Regions from separate parts of the Mus musculus genome. Here all the other regions are linked to region 3. A link is a contact called in public Hi-C and Micro-C data. All regions are on one chromosome and are shown on one strand. The core of a region is the stretch at or near the end of the contact, and the rest is flanking DNA. Distances in the headings are between cores, read along the strand shown.

Region 1 (3,942 bases), core at 1,165-3,664, 170 kb after region 3:
GACCGTGTACGGAAAGTAGTGAGGGCACAGGGAGCCAGTGAGCATTGGAAGCCCTACTTCACAAGCTGGTCCCTCATGGGCATGCCTTGCAGCCTTCCTGGCTGTAAGAGGGTGCAGATGCCCCTTCTCCTCATCTCTCAGCAGGGCTGCTCTGCTCCCACATACAGTTCTTTCCTCCCTGCACTGTATCTCAACCTTTGTGTTTGTTCCTTAAACCTTTTTCAAGCTACCACTGATCTGTCAGTTCCAGACCCCACCCAACTCGTGTGTGTGTGTGTGTGTGTGTGTGTGTGTGTGTGTGTGAGAGAGAGAGAGAGAGAGAGAGAGAGAGAGAGTGAGAGAGAGACAGAGACAGAGACACAGAGACACAGAGAGAGACACAGAGAGAGAGACAGACAGAGAGAGACATGGAGAGGGAGAGAGAGAAAGAAAGAGAAACCTTTACTGGTCTCTCCAAAGACTGACCCTTATTTCTAATAGTGGGCATCCCTGTGACACTTCCTGTTACCTCTAACACCTCCATCCATCCCCTTCTAATATTTTCATTCATTCTTTTTTTGTTTTGTTTTGTTTTTTTGTTTTTTTGAGACAGGGTTTCTCTGTGTAGCCCTGGCTGTCCTGGAACTCACTCTGTAGACCAGGCTGGCCTCGAACTCAGAAATCCGCCTGCCTCTGCCTCCCAAGTGCTGGGATTAAAGGCGTGCGCCACCAAGCCCAGCTCATTCATTCTTTTGAACATAAACTATACATGAACAGTAAATTAAGTCAACCTTAGATTCTGATGTAATGAGCTTATAAAATGTAAGTTAAAAATAGAAACGGTAAAGGACTTTGAGCAGAAAAATATTGATCTGATCTTCTCTCCCATCCTTTCTCTTTCTCCTGTCCCTGTCTCTCTCCTCTCTTCTCAACTTGCTGTATTGCCTGTAATGTCCCAGAACGTCTGTGTTCAAGCAAGCTTTCTGCTTCAGCCGGGCCACTTGAATGCTTGGGACTAGAGGTGCATGCCACCATATCCAGCATTTTTTTAAAGGGGGGCTACTCAGACTACTCCCCATACAGTAGTAGGGGAATGACTGGAGTTCCAAGAACAGAAACAAGGAGGCAAGGGCAAAGGCCTATCAGCAGGGGTCAAGGGATGGTGGGGCTGGAGAGATGGCTCAAAGGGCATGAGTGCTTCCTGCACAGGTAGGAGCACCTGAGTTTTGATCTTAGCATTCATATACAAAGCTGGCCTTGGCAGTGTACATCTCTAACCCTGGCATGTGGGGCATGGAGACAGGAAGAGGTCCAGATTCAGTAAGAGACCTCATCTCAAAGGAATAAAGCAGAGTGCTACAGAGTAGGACACCAGGTTCCTCCTCTGACTTCTGCACATACATGCACAGCATAGGCACCTATGTATGCATGTGCATGCATACTGTGTACATACATCACATATTTAACACAGACACACATGATGTCTTGCATAGACTGGGAAATTAGAGATAATAAGTAGTTGAATATGCAATATATTCTTTAAAATAAAGCTCCTGAGATGTATTGATGAGTGAGTCTGCATTGAATAAAAACCTTTCTGGTAGAACATCTGGGAAAAGTAGGCATACATGTTAAAGTTAGGTGGGGAGGACCTTTTTCTTCCTTTAATTTACTTTTCTTAATTAAAAATGCAGAAATGAGCTGGGCAGTGGTTGTTGCACACCTTCAATCCAGCACTGGGAGGCAGATGCAGTAGGATCTCTGAGTTCGAGGCCTGCCTGGTATACAAAATTACTTCTGGTGCAGCCAGGGCTACAGAGAGAATACCTGTCTCAATAAAAAAATACAATAAAATAAAATAAAATAAGGAAACTAAAGTAAGATAAGCATAAATGAGGCTGGTGGTATAGCTCCATGGTAGAGTTCTTATCTAGCATAAAAAAAGGCCCTGGGTTCATCTCCAGTAACATAAGTGCACAGACACACAGACATACACACGACCAGTGTTTCCTGAAGCTAGTTTTACACTGTTAAAACCTGCATAGTGGTATGTAATGAACTAAAACATATGAGGGATGATCACATCCATATTGGATTTCCTTACTCCTTATTCCAGGATGGGAGTCAAAAAATATAACATTTGACAAATCCTCCTGCCATTCTTCCCCAGTGTCCCTCGTTTATGTACTTAGGAGTCTTATACAGAGAGACGCTGAGGCACTTACTTACCAAGCTAACGGGCAGCAGAGCTGGACTGTAATAGGTTCCCTCTGAAGCTTTGGCCTAGGGACGGACAGACTCAAACTGCGGAGTATTAAGCTGAATTTACTATGTGTAGATAGAAATGGATTGAACAGGACTTCTAGTGCCTTTCCCCACAGTTACAGACATTTTCCAGCTACCAGGATAGTCTAGTTTCTATGGTATCCTTTACTAATTAGGCCTTTGTGCTTCGTTCTATACCACTCCTGTCATATTTTCCTTTCCAGGTTGTTTCATAGAGCTCAGACTAATTAACTGAACTAATTCTTCCATCTTTTCTTAAAAAAGGAACACCTCCTCTCTCTGGAAGGCAGACCTGTGATTTCCAGTATAATTTCTTGATGTGAGAACAGCATTTCTTGGAAAAGCTCTTTTAGTATGAGTGGCTTAATGATCCTCCCCTTTTCCATGGATGCTTTCTCTCCTGGGTTTCTATAAAAGAAACTGTCTCTGTCTCTCAGTTTATGGTATCAGTGTGAGTGTGCTAAACTATATCAGGAAGTTAGCAAATGACTATCCATGCTTCATTGAACCAGAACTCATGGTTTGCCCCTTTAATTATATTGCTCAATTGAAAATATCCATAAGGTCTTTTTTGTTTTGCCTTCTGAAAGTGGAGTAGGTAATTATTATGCTTCACGGGACAGAGGCTACAGATTTCAGCTATCCCTGACTTGTGGATGGATGGGTAGATAGATAGATAGTTAGATAGATAGATAGATAGATAGATAGATAGATAGATAGATAGATAGATAGATAGATAGATAGATAGATAGATATTGGGAGCATGCAGTCTTACATCATTGTGTTTACTATGATTTTGCCTGAAAAGAACATGTAAACCTATATCAGTAAAAACTTTGCCAATTTAGAATGTTTCCATCCAGGAAAACCAGCGGTTCATCAGAGTACTGTGTTACATTAAAAAAAAAAAATGTCCCTATTTTTGGGGGAACCTCTTCAAGCTCAGCTGCCACCAAAGAGCATGCACCATGCTGACCAGCCCCCCAGGCTTCTTAGCTGAACCCAAGGCATGGATATTGGCCCTGCCCATGAGTTGTGTTACTGTGAGTCACTCAAGCAAAAAAGCAGGTAGCTTTATGAAGCTCAGTGGAGTCTGGTCCTTACTAACAGATGATGCAACCACTCTCAACAGTGTTGTTTTTGTATCAGTTTTTGTGCAGCGATGAATGTATTTATTTCTCAGACTTAGGGCAAGCTAGCGGAGCAGGCCCAGCTCTGCCAATGCCCATTCCCTCCAGACTGAGCTTAAGGGCTCTTCCAAGATTGTAAAAAGGAAAAGATGAACATGTCAGATTCTCAGACTTGCAGCATAGCCATACACCTCAACTGTGACTCCTGACCTCATGTGGCCCAGGAAGTGTGTTTTCTGTACATCAACACTGAGAGAAGTCAGGTCCCCACCTGCTGCCCACACTGTCAGTATCTACTGGACCTCAGGTCTTTGTGCAGGAGTGCAATCTGCTGGGCTGTCTGTCAGCAGGCAGACTGCTGCCTTCCTGAGTAGGGGAAACCCTGGGCAGCCGGGAGGGAAGGCCTCAGGGAGCAAGTGCTATGAATGAAGGCAGAAGCCAGAGCAAGACCTGTAAAGAATGGACAGGCTTTCAAAGCCCTACTGTGCTCTACTAAAGGGGCCAAGGTCTTCCTTTCCCCAGTCACGATGGGGCCAATGATACTGAA
Region 2 (3,761 bases), core at 174-2,673, 140 kb before region 3:
TGCTGTACATTATTCCCTGCCAGACAAATATGTGGCAAAGGTTTTCTCTCAGCTTGTAGGCAGTCTCTTTATGTTGGTAATCATTTTTAATTTTGATTTAATTTGTATTTAATTTTTATATAGTCTCATGTATAATCCATGCTGGTATGTGTTGGACTGTTAGAGTCATATTCAGGAAGTTTTTTTGCCTTTACCTATATCACTCTCTTGTTTGTGTCTTTGAAACACATTCTTTCACTTCCTGTCGCACTGCCTGACTTGGGACTCACTGTGTAGATCAGGATAGCTTTAAACTTACAGGAATTCTCCTGTCTCAGCCTTCTGAATGCTGATAAAAATGTATACTCAACAGCTATTGTATGAAATGTTTTCAGTATATTCATTGTCTGATTGCTTTGTTCCATGACTCAGTTTACATGTTTGCTTGTGGATTTTCTTTTTAAATGATTTGTCCACATAGAAAAGTTCAAGTCTGACCCATTTACTATACTTAAGTATCCTTCTCCCTTTATATTTAACAATGCGTACTTTTATGTGTTTGGAAAACACGGTTACATGTGTTGCCTCTTGTTGACTTGGCCCTTTTATCAATAATGAACTTCATTAACTCTTTACATCTTCTCGATGTTTACTTTCTCTGAAATTATTGCTATTGTTGCTCATATTTTGTGTTCTCTCTCTCTCTCTCTCTCTCTCTCTCTCTCTCTCTCTCTGTGTCTCCGTCTCCCCCCCCCCCCCACATTTTTTCTAGCCCTTTACTCTCAGTCTATGCTTTTCTTTGCCTACAACTAGGATTGTGCCACCACGCCTGGCTTATGTAATGTATTCTTATATGCTGATTAATGTCTTAAGAGTTCATTTTATTGTTGATAATTTGTTTGTTTGTTTTGGATTGCCATTTGAAATAGGTCTTACTATCTATCCCTGGTTGGCTAGGAACTTATAGTGTAGACCAGGTTGGCCTTGAACTAACAAAGATTCATCTGCCTTTGCCTATGACCAATGGGATTAAGAGTCTGTGCTCCCCTGCTTGGTGGAGTAAACTAGAAAACAATCCTTAGTTTGAAAATGTATAGATTTAGAGGAAATTGTATCAACATTACAAAGAGGTTTCATGTGCAGGTATCCAATTCTCACCAGTGGAAACCCTTGCATAGCTATAGTTCAGTATCACAAGTAAGAAATTGACATTAACAAAATCTGCAGACCTCAGACCTCTTTTAATTTTTTTTTTTTTTTTTTTTTGGTAAACAGCATCCTACTATGTTATAGTACACATTTCTCAATTTATTGGTTTAAATATTTGTGTAAACTGTGAAATCTTTATAGTATTCTATATGTCATTTGTCAGTTTATTCTTGTCTCCAAATCTCTCATACCTGATTCATGGAACTTTAGACAGTTCTCCTTTTCCAGAAAACACAATATTCAACAGTGGCAGTAGAGGGTGCTGGAGGGACACTTCAGGGAGAAAGTGTGTTCCCCTTCTGATGTGCTGTGATTATTTTTCTTGTTTTTGCCACAGATCTGGGAATGATGCTGGATGCTAGTTGTACATGCATGCAGTCTCTCCATGGTCTCATGCCTTTGGTTTTGTCACAGTCAGCCAACCATGCTAACCTCTCAATATGGACATAGTGTGCTCTGGGCTCTGTACCACATTGGATATGTGTTGGCATCAGAAATCTTGATTTTCTTTGCTTTTCTGCTGGCACACCTAGCCGCCAGCTTATTGACTTACCTGGAGGGTACAGCAAGCTTTGCTATCCAAAGGGCTGCAATTACTTTTGCCTGTATAGGATGATCTGAATGTCAGGAAAAAAAATCTTCCCCATCCTTTTCAATTTTATTTTTACTTGGGATACTTTCCCTTTATCCTCCTACTACAGTAAATGATTCTTTTTAAAATTTTAACTTTTTAAAATAATTTTTAATTATGTCTATGTGCTTATATAGGGATATATGCACAGAGGTGTAGGTGCTCTCAGAGGCTAGAGGAGTTGGTTTCCCTGTGGCTAGAATTACAGGTGGTTGTGGATGCTGAGAGTCAGACTTGAGTCCTCTGGAAAAACAATATGTGCTGTTAATTTTCTGAGGCATCTCTCCAGTCTTGAAGAATTTCTTTGTAGTATACCTTTCCTGTTCAGAGTATTGTGTGCTCTATGCCATTATTGGATCTCGGTTGACAGATTAATCGGACTAGTTTCTAATATTAGCCAGTCCCACAGATAAAGCTTCTAATACTTTTCTGAGGGAGCAAAACAGACAAGCCAGCAGAACCCAAGTAATTATTTTAGATAGCCGTAAGTGTCATGAAACTGATAAGGTAACAACTTCCTGCTGGTCGGTTTTTACTATGTGTCTATCTCATTCCAGGTTTCTCATATATAGACTTGTTTATACCAAAGCAAGAGCCACAAAGTGTTTTTTTCTTATTTCTTTTGGCATGGTACTACAGAATAGTATTTACCTTGGTAAGAAACATGGCTTGTTAATAAGGCAGCAGTGAACGAGAGCACCTTGCTTTTCTTTCCAAAGCCTTTCTCTTTGACATCTGTGGGACCTTTTAGGGCAGATAAATTAGGAATACATTTATATACTTACAGAAAGAGTAAAATTGTTTTTATTTTACTAATAAAACATTGCTTAGTTAATAACATTTTATCCTTATTTTTAATAGAATCTTTTAAAAAGGGCTTATGTATATGTCCACATGTCTGTCATGTGTGTGTCTGTACCCTTGGGAGGACATCAGCCCTCCTGGAGCTGGAGCTACATGTGATTGTGAGCCATCTGAAGTGGGTGCTGAAAACTGAACTCCGGTTGGCTGGATGGAGTGGCATTTGCTCTTAGATGCTGAAATATCTCTTCAACCACCTTAATGGAAGCATTGAAGAGGGAAAAAAGTATTTACAAAAAATATTTGGAACCTTCTGAGGGGAGAGAAAAAAACCTAATAATACTATTTTAATTTAGTAGGGCAGAAAATGGAGAGTTCTCCCATGCTCATGGCTTGGTAGAATTAACATCATAAAAATAGCATCCTACCAAAAGCAATCTATAGATTCAATGTACATAGCAGGTCTGAGTCAGCCTGGAATACATGATACCCTATCTCAACAACAAACAGACAATCAAACAAGCAGGCGAGTGTTGGAGAGCTGGCTGGCTTTTAAGAGCCTGCTTCTCTTTGCAGAAGCCCTGAGTTTTATTCTCAACACCCATATCAGGTGGCATACAACCACCTGAACTGCAGCTCAAGGAAATCTACCACCATGAGCATATAACCCCTACAAAACATACACATGCACATGATACACTGTCATCCTAGAACTTACCGTATCTGACAGTGATTGCTTGTTTACTACTTCTCTCGCCTGTGGCCTGTGCACTCATTGAGAATACAGGTGAGACAGCAGTTTCCTTTCCTGCCTTGCTCACGGAATTAATTAACGAAAGTTGAAAGCTCTGAAATCCTCAGAGAACCATATAATATTGACATTAGGTATAATGTTACTAATAATACCTATCATATTTCCTGACATATTTATTCCTAATAATACTTTCATAGTGTTCATAAAAAGTCTTATGTGTTTTTATGAAGTATAATTTTGGAAATTACTAATAGGGCTTGATAAAAAATGTGTAGTTTTATTGCTGGAGGAATTAAAGTTTCTGTTTTACCTATCTCATTTTCTAGATGAAAAATCAGAGGTCCAAGGGTAATAGTTAGGTGCTTCTCAAATGTCACACTGCTGACT
Region 3 (3,923 bases), core at 698-3,197:
GTTTCCCTATAAAATAATACTTTTAAACTTCTGCATTACACATATTTATTTTTCAAAACTAAACATATTCATCTTAAGATTTACTATTCTAACTTGTCTCATAAATATTTCTGTTGAGATGTGTACTATCTTTCTGTATTTTATTCCACCCATGGAGATTTTAAAAATAACACAGTCTTCCAGAAAGACAATTTAATATGGGGGACAGAATAGGCTTTCTGTGTTTTATAAACCATTTTTTTATAAAACCTGAAGAGATCTTCCTAACATTTTCTGAATGGCAGCCATTAGTAGAAAGAGGAGGATGTGACTTAGTGGTACAGGGTTAGAAATGGCGGGTCTAACCCTGTCTAGTCTCAGGGTCTTAAGGGTCCTGGAGTCAAGCCGTGCTTCCTTCTCAAGTTCCCTCTTTGCCCTTTGTGGAGCAGTTAATGTACTTGTTGCATAAAAATTCACTCTTTTACAATTTATTATATGTAGTAACTAATTAAATGGGGGGAGAGAAAGAAGAAAAAGAGAGGGAAGAAAGAGAGGGGGAAGAGAAAGTAAGAAAAAGGAGAAGGAAAGGAAGGAGGGAAGGAGGGAGAGAGGAGAGGAGGGAGGAGGAGAGGTGCCCTCTAGCTCCCATGACAGGCTTGTGCTAGGGTGCACATGTGGATGCCAGTGGAAAACCTGTGGAGTCAGTTCTGTCCTTCCACAACGTCATGGTGGAGTGTCACAGTGGTTCGTGACAAGTGCCTGTTACCTGCTGAGCCATCTCAGGCTTGAGATTTAAGAATTTTTTTTTAAATTGGGTATTTATTTCTTTTACATTTCCAATGCTATCCCAAAAGTCCCCCACAGGCTTCCCCCACCCACCTACTCCCACTTCTTGGCCCTAGCATTTCCCTGTACTGAGGCAGATAAACAATGTATAAAAGCCCATTGCAAAATTTTTGGCCTATAGGACATGTTTTTAACAAGTATTGCCTTCCATTTGTATTTTTATTTTCCTGATTTGTTTTTAATCCTATAACAATTGTAAAATTTGTTTAGTAGTTTTTTTTTCAAATGTATTGAACTATGAGAGAGAGGCTTAAAATAAATGAATGTAGTATGTAAACCTAAATAAAACTGTTTTAATATACATTAAATACTTGTGTAAATATTTACTTTGTTCTACTAACTTAAATATATGTAATTCAAGCACGGTGGGATGAATTTCTTTAGCTCTGACATCTTTAGTGTAGTAAGATACACATAGACTAAGTGTTTCTGTTTATTCTGATGCTCCCTGTCTTCTGAGATCATATTTGACCCAGGTATTTCTTCAGACAGGTTTCACTGTCATGGTCCAATCCTAGTGTTCTGTTGTTCCGGTCCGTGTGCTAAGCTCAGCACATTCGTGTGGGTGTGGCAGGTACTGAAGAGACGATTAGCTGACTTTTAATTTCTAATAAAAATATGACTGTTCATTTTATAGTGAAAAAACAGTAGTTATATCATTTAGTTCATGGGAGACTTAAATGATTTTTAATAATTCATGTTTTTTCTACCAAAGAGTATTATATTACTGCTGACTTTTAGTGTCATAGTACCTTGTGGTAGTTTCTCTACAAGGTTTAAAGGGATATGCCAGTTTTGTTCCCCTAGTACTATTCATAAGAAATAATTTCTGCAAATGCTTTAAGGGGAATGCCTCCACAAGTCCTTAAGTACCGTTTACATATTATGAGGATTGGTCAGTTTCATTGTCTTCTTTTGTCAATTTTGATTCGAGATCGCAGAGTAAGTCTATAAGCCTGCATGTGCCTGGCAACTGTTACCTAGTGACAGTTTCAGCTGCAGTAGCCATTGGCTGTGCTGTAGATTGGGGCAGGAGGACCGAGTCACCTTTCTGATGGTGAGTTCTTCTCCATCAGCTCAGGAGGAGGAGGAGGAGGAAGGGGAGGGGGAGGAGGAAGAGCAGCAGCAGCAGACAGTGGCTCAGGTGGAGGCAGCAAGACTGAGAAACTGTAAAGAATCTCCCGGCAGCTTCCCGATAGCTGCATCACAGTAAATCGGACTTCTGAATCTAGCAACCCAGTCTCGCAGCCGATCAGAGTGAATGTCCATGAGAAGCATCACCTTATTCCTGTAACGAGAACTATTTTCTGATAAGTGGAACTCAGCATGTCCAAGGAGGACTAGCCCGTGGCTGACAGAAAAGGACTGCCTGAATGATGTGTTGCTGCACGAGACAATAACTTTGAGAAGAATGCTTTCTGTTAAGCTGCTACATTGTTCCTGAAGGAAAGGTTTTCATTTCTAGTGCATGCTAGTTCTTCAAAAGCTGTGACAACAAAGAGTGACAAGAGACTCCCTGAATTGTTTATACTTGGGGGAAAGACTTTGGCAAATGTTAACACGGTGCCAGAATGACCTTGGAAGCCTTTCGGATGGATTCTGCCCTGCCACAATCGCAGTATGTCAAAGTCCAGGATTTAAATCCATCTTGATGTTTTGAGGTATTTTAAAACAAGACTATTTCCCAAACTACCTGATGGCCCTGCTTTAATTGTGCTTTTGCTTAAAATAGAATACAGAAATAAACAAGATATTTTCTTAACATATGACTGTTAATAACTGCAAATATAAAAAACAAGGTAATTTTCCACTTTCAAATATTTAGTTGAAGTAATGATTGGATGTGTTAGTCATCGAATGGAAGTAAGAAAGGTCTAACAAATTGGAATATAAAGCCTGCTAGAAAGACTTGAGAAAGAGATAACAGCAGCATCTTTAGTGAGATGTCCTCAGTGTACAGGGTGGTTTCCATTATGGTGTAAATTTCATCTATATTTATGAGATTTGGGCATTGTTGCAAATGTGAGGAGTTACTTCAAGCTATATACTTTATTATGCTTTTCTATAAGGAAATATATTAAATAATGAAAGTTATTCTCAGTTATAGATGCTGAAGTTAATACCAAAGATTTTATTTTGAAATAGAAGAGATATAAATTACAGTGCTGTTAGCAGCACCAACAACTGGGGTGGTATAAAGCTGTTTTCATATAAATGTTTAAAGAACAAATACAGAATCAGGACTTCAGAAGTTTTCCCTATTTTTTAGTTTTAGGTGTTATCACACTGTTTCATTGTGTAATATATTCCCCACTGGAAATTACATTTTATTTTCATAAGCATTATATAGAAATCTGGAGCCTGACTTTTACTGCCAGTGTATTTCATTGTGTCCACACAAATGAATCTTTTGGAATTAGACTTGACAGAATTGTTGTTCTTACCTTTTAAAAAATGTAAGAGAAATGGCTCCTAAAGTTTTCCCATCCGCATCAGATGTGAACCTCCGAGACCAAGGACACTCTGTCATGAACTTTTTCTTGGCTTTCCATCTAAAACTAAGATCTTAATTATTTAAATTATAAAATATGAGTGGTTTTCATCACAGCTCATCACAGTAGAAGCAAAAGATCTCAGGCAATTTAGGATTGTTTCTTTCATTTTTCATTCTAATTGATTTCTAAGAAACTTTCTCTTAAGAGAAACATTTCTTCCCCTGATTTTTTTTTTTTTACAAATTAAATTTCATAGTACTAGCTAATAAATCTATTTTCTGTAGAAGTGCCTGTATCTGCAAAAGTTGCTTGCACGCATGGGAGGGAGCTAACCAGAGACCTCTTTTCACCTTTCTAGCTCACCCTCCTCCCTTATCCCCCAAAGCTGAGATGTGCCACTGGTGAACTAAGGCTGATGAAGAAACCTGAGCACACTGTGGGATGCTCAGCTGTAATACAGGCACTGGCACTTTCTACTGAAGCAGGTTCTGAGACACTGATTTGCAGAGTTTAACAGATGCTGGCCCGGGCACCTGCTTGTTGGAGCCAAAGCTGCAAACTCCCTTAATTTCAAGCCATGAATGAATCCAGGTGGACTGAATG

Evidence for each region. Hi-C and Micro-C count contacts between places; a contact is called where the count stands out from the background.
Region 1: a contact with region 3 is called in a Hi-C map of cortical neurons, with 2.8 times the contacts expected there. The contact joins the enhancer-like site here to the promoter of Gpr52 in region 3. A contact is called at or near these places in 3 of 15 datasets of contacts at CTCF or cohesin (the NIH/3T3 cell line and large pre-B cells), 56 of 484 Hi-C or Micro-C datasets (the AML12 cell line, the C10 cell line, the C2C12 cell line and 32 more), 8 of 115 datasets of contacts at active chromatin or transcription factors (the NIH/3T3 cell line, astrocytes, bone marrow-derived dendritic cells and 3 more) and 3 of 9 other capture datasets (adipose tissue, macrophages and pancreatic islet).
Region 2: a contact with region 3 is called in a Micro-C map of the G1E-ER4 cell line, with 5 times the contacts expected there. The contact joins the enhancer-like site here to the promoter of Gpr52 in region 3. A contact is called at or near these places in 1 of 39 promoter capture datasets (embryonic stem cells), 9 of 15 datasets of contacts at CTCF or cohesin (CD8 T cells, the G1E-ER4 cell line, the NIH/3T3 cell line and 4 more), 204 of 484 Hi-C or Micro-C datasets (3T3-L1-derived adipocytes, the AML12 cell line, the AtT-20 cell line and 92 more), 24 of 115 datasets of contacts at active chromatin or transcription factors (the 230-238 cell line, astrocytes, a beta-TC-6 cell line and 10 more) and 4 of 9 other capture datasets (adipose tissue, embryonic stem cells, liver and 1 more).

The regions. Positions count from the first base shown.
Region 1 is chr1:160,403,598-160,407,539 of GRCm38.p6, reverse strand. The region is part of intron 17 of Rabgap1l (RAB GTPase activating protein 1-like); the gene reads left to right. Among named protein-coding and RNA genes, the nearest start is that of Mir1927, 110 kb to the right of the region's middle. Within about 2 kb of position 2,414, at least 2 of the 459 cell types and tissues checked have an H3K27ac peak or open chromatin away from gene starts, as enhancers often do. A contact at or near this core is called in the HL-1 cell line and cortical neurons, where this site is marked.
Region 2 is chr1:160,712,608-160,716,368 of GRCm38.p6, reverse strand. All of the region lies in intron 7 of Rabgap1l (RAB GTPase activating protein 1-like), which reads left to right. Among named protein-coding and RNA genes, the nearest start is that of Gm23528, 69 kb to the right of the region's middle. Within about 2 kb of position 1,423, at least 5 of the 459 cell types and tissues checked have an H3K27ac peak or open chromatin away from gene starts, as enhancers often do. A contact at or near this core is called in the G1E-ER4 cell line and rod photoreceptor, where this site is marked.
Region 3 is chr1:160,577,728-160,581,650 of GRCm38.p6, reverse strand. Gpr52 (G protein-coupled receptor 52) reads left to right here and starts at 1,947. Exons shown (of 2, transcript NM_001146330.2): 1 at 1,947-2,486; 2 at 3,679-3,923. The coding sequence starts at 3,898. The region is part of intron 13 of Rabgap1l (RAB GTPase activating protein 1-like); the gene reads left to right.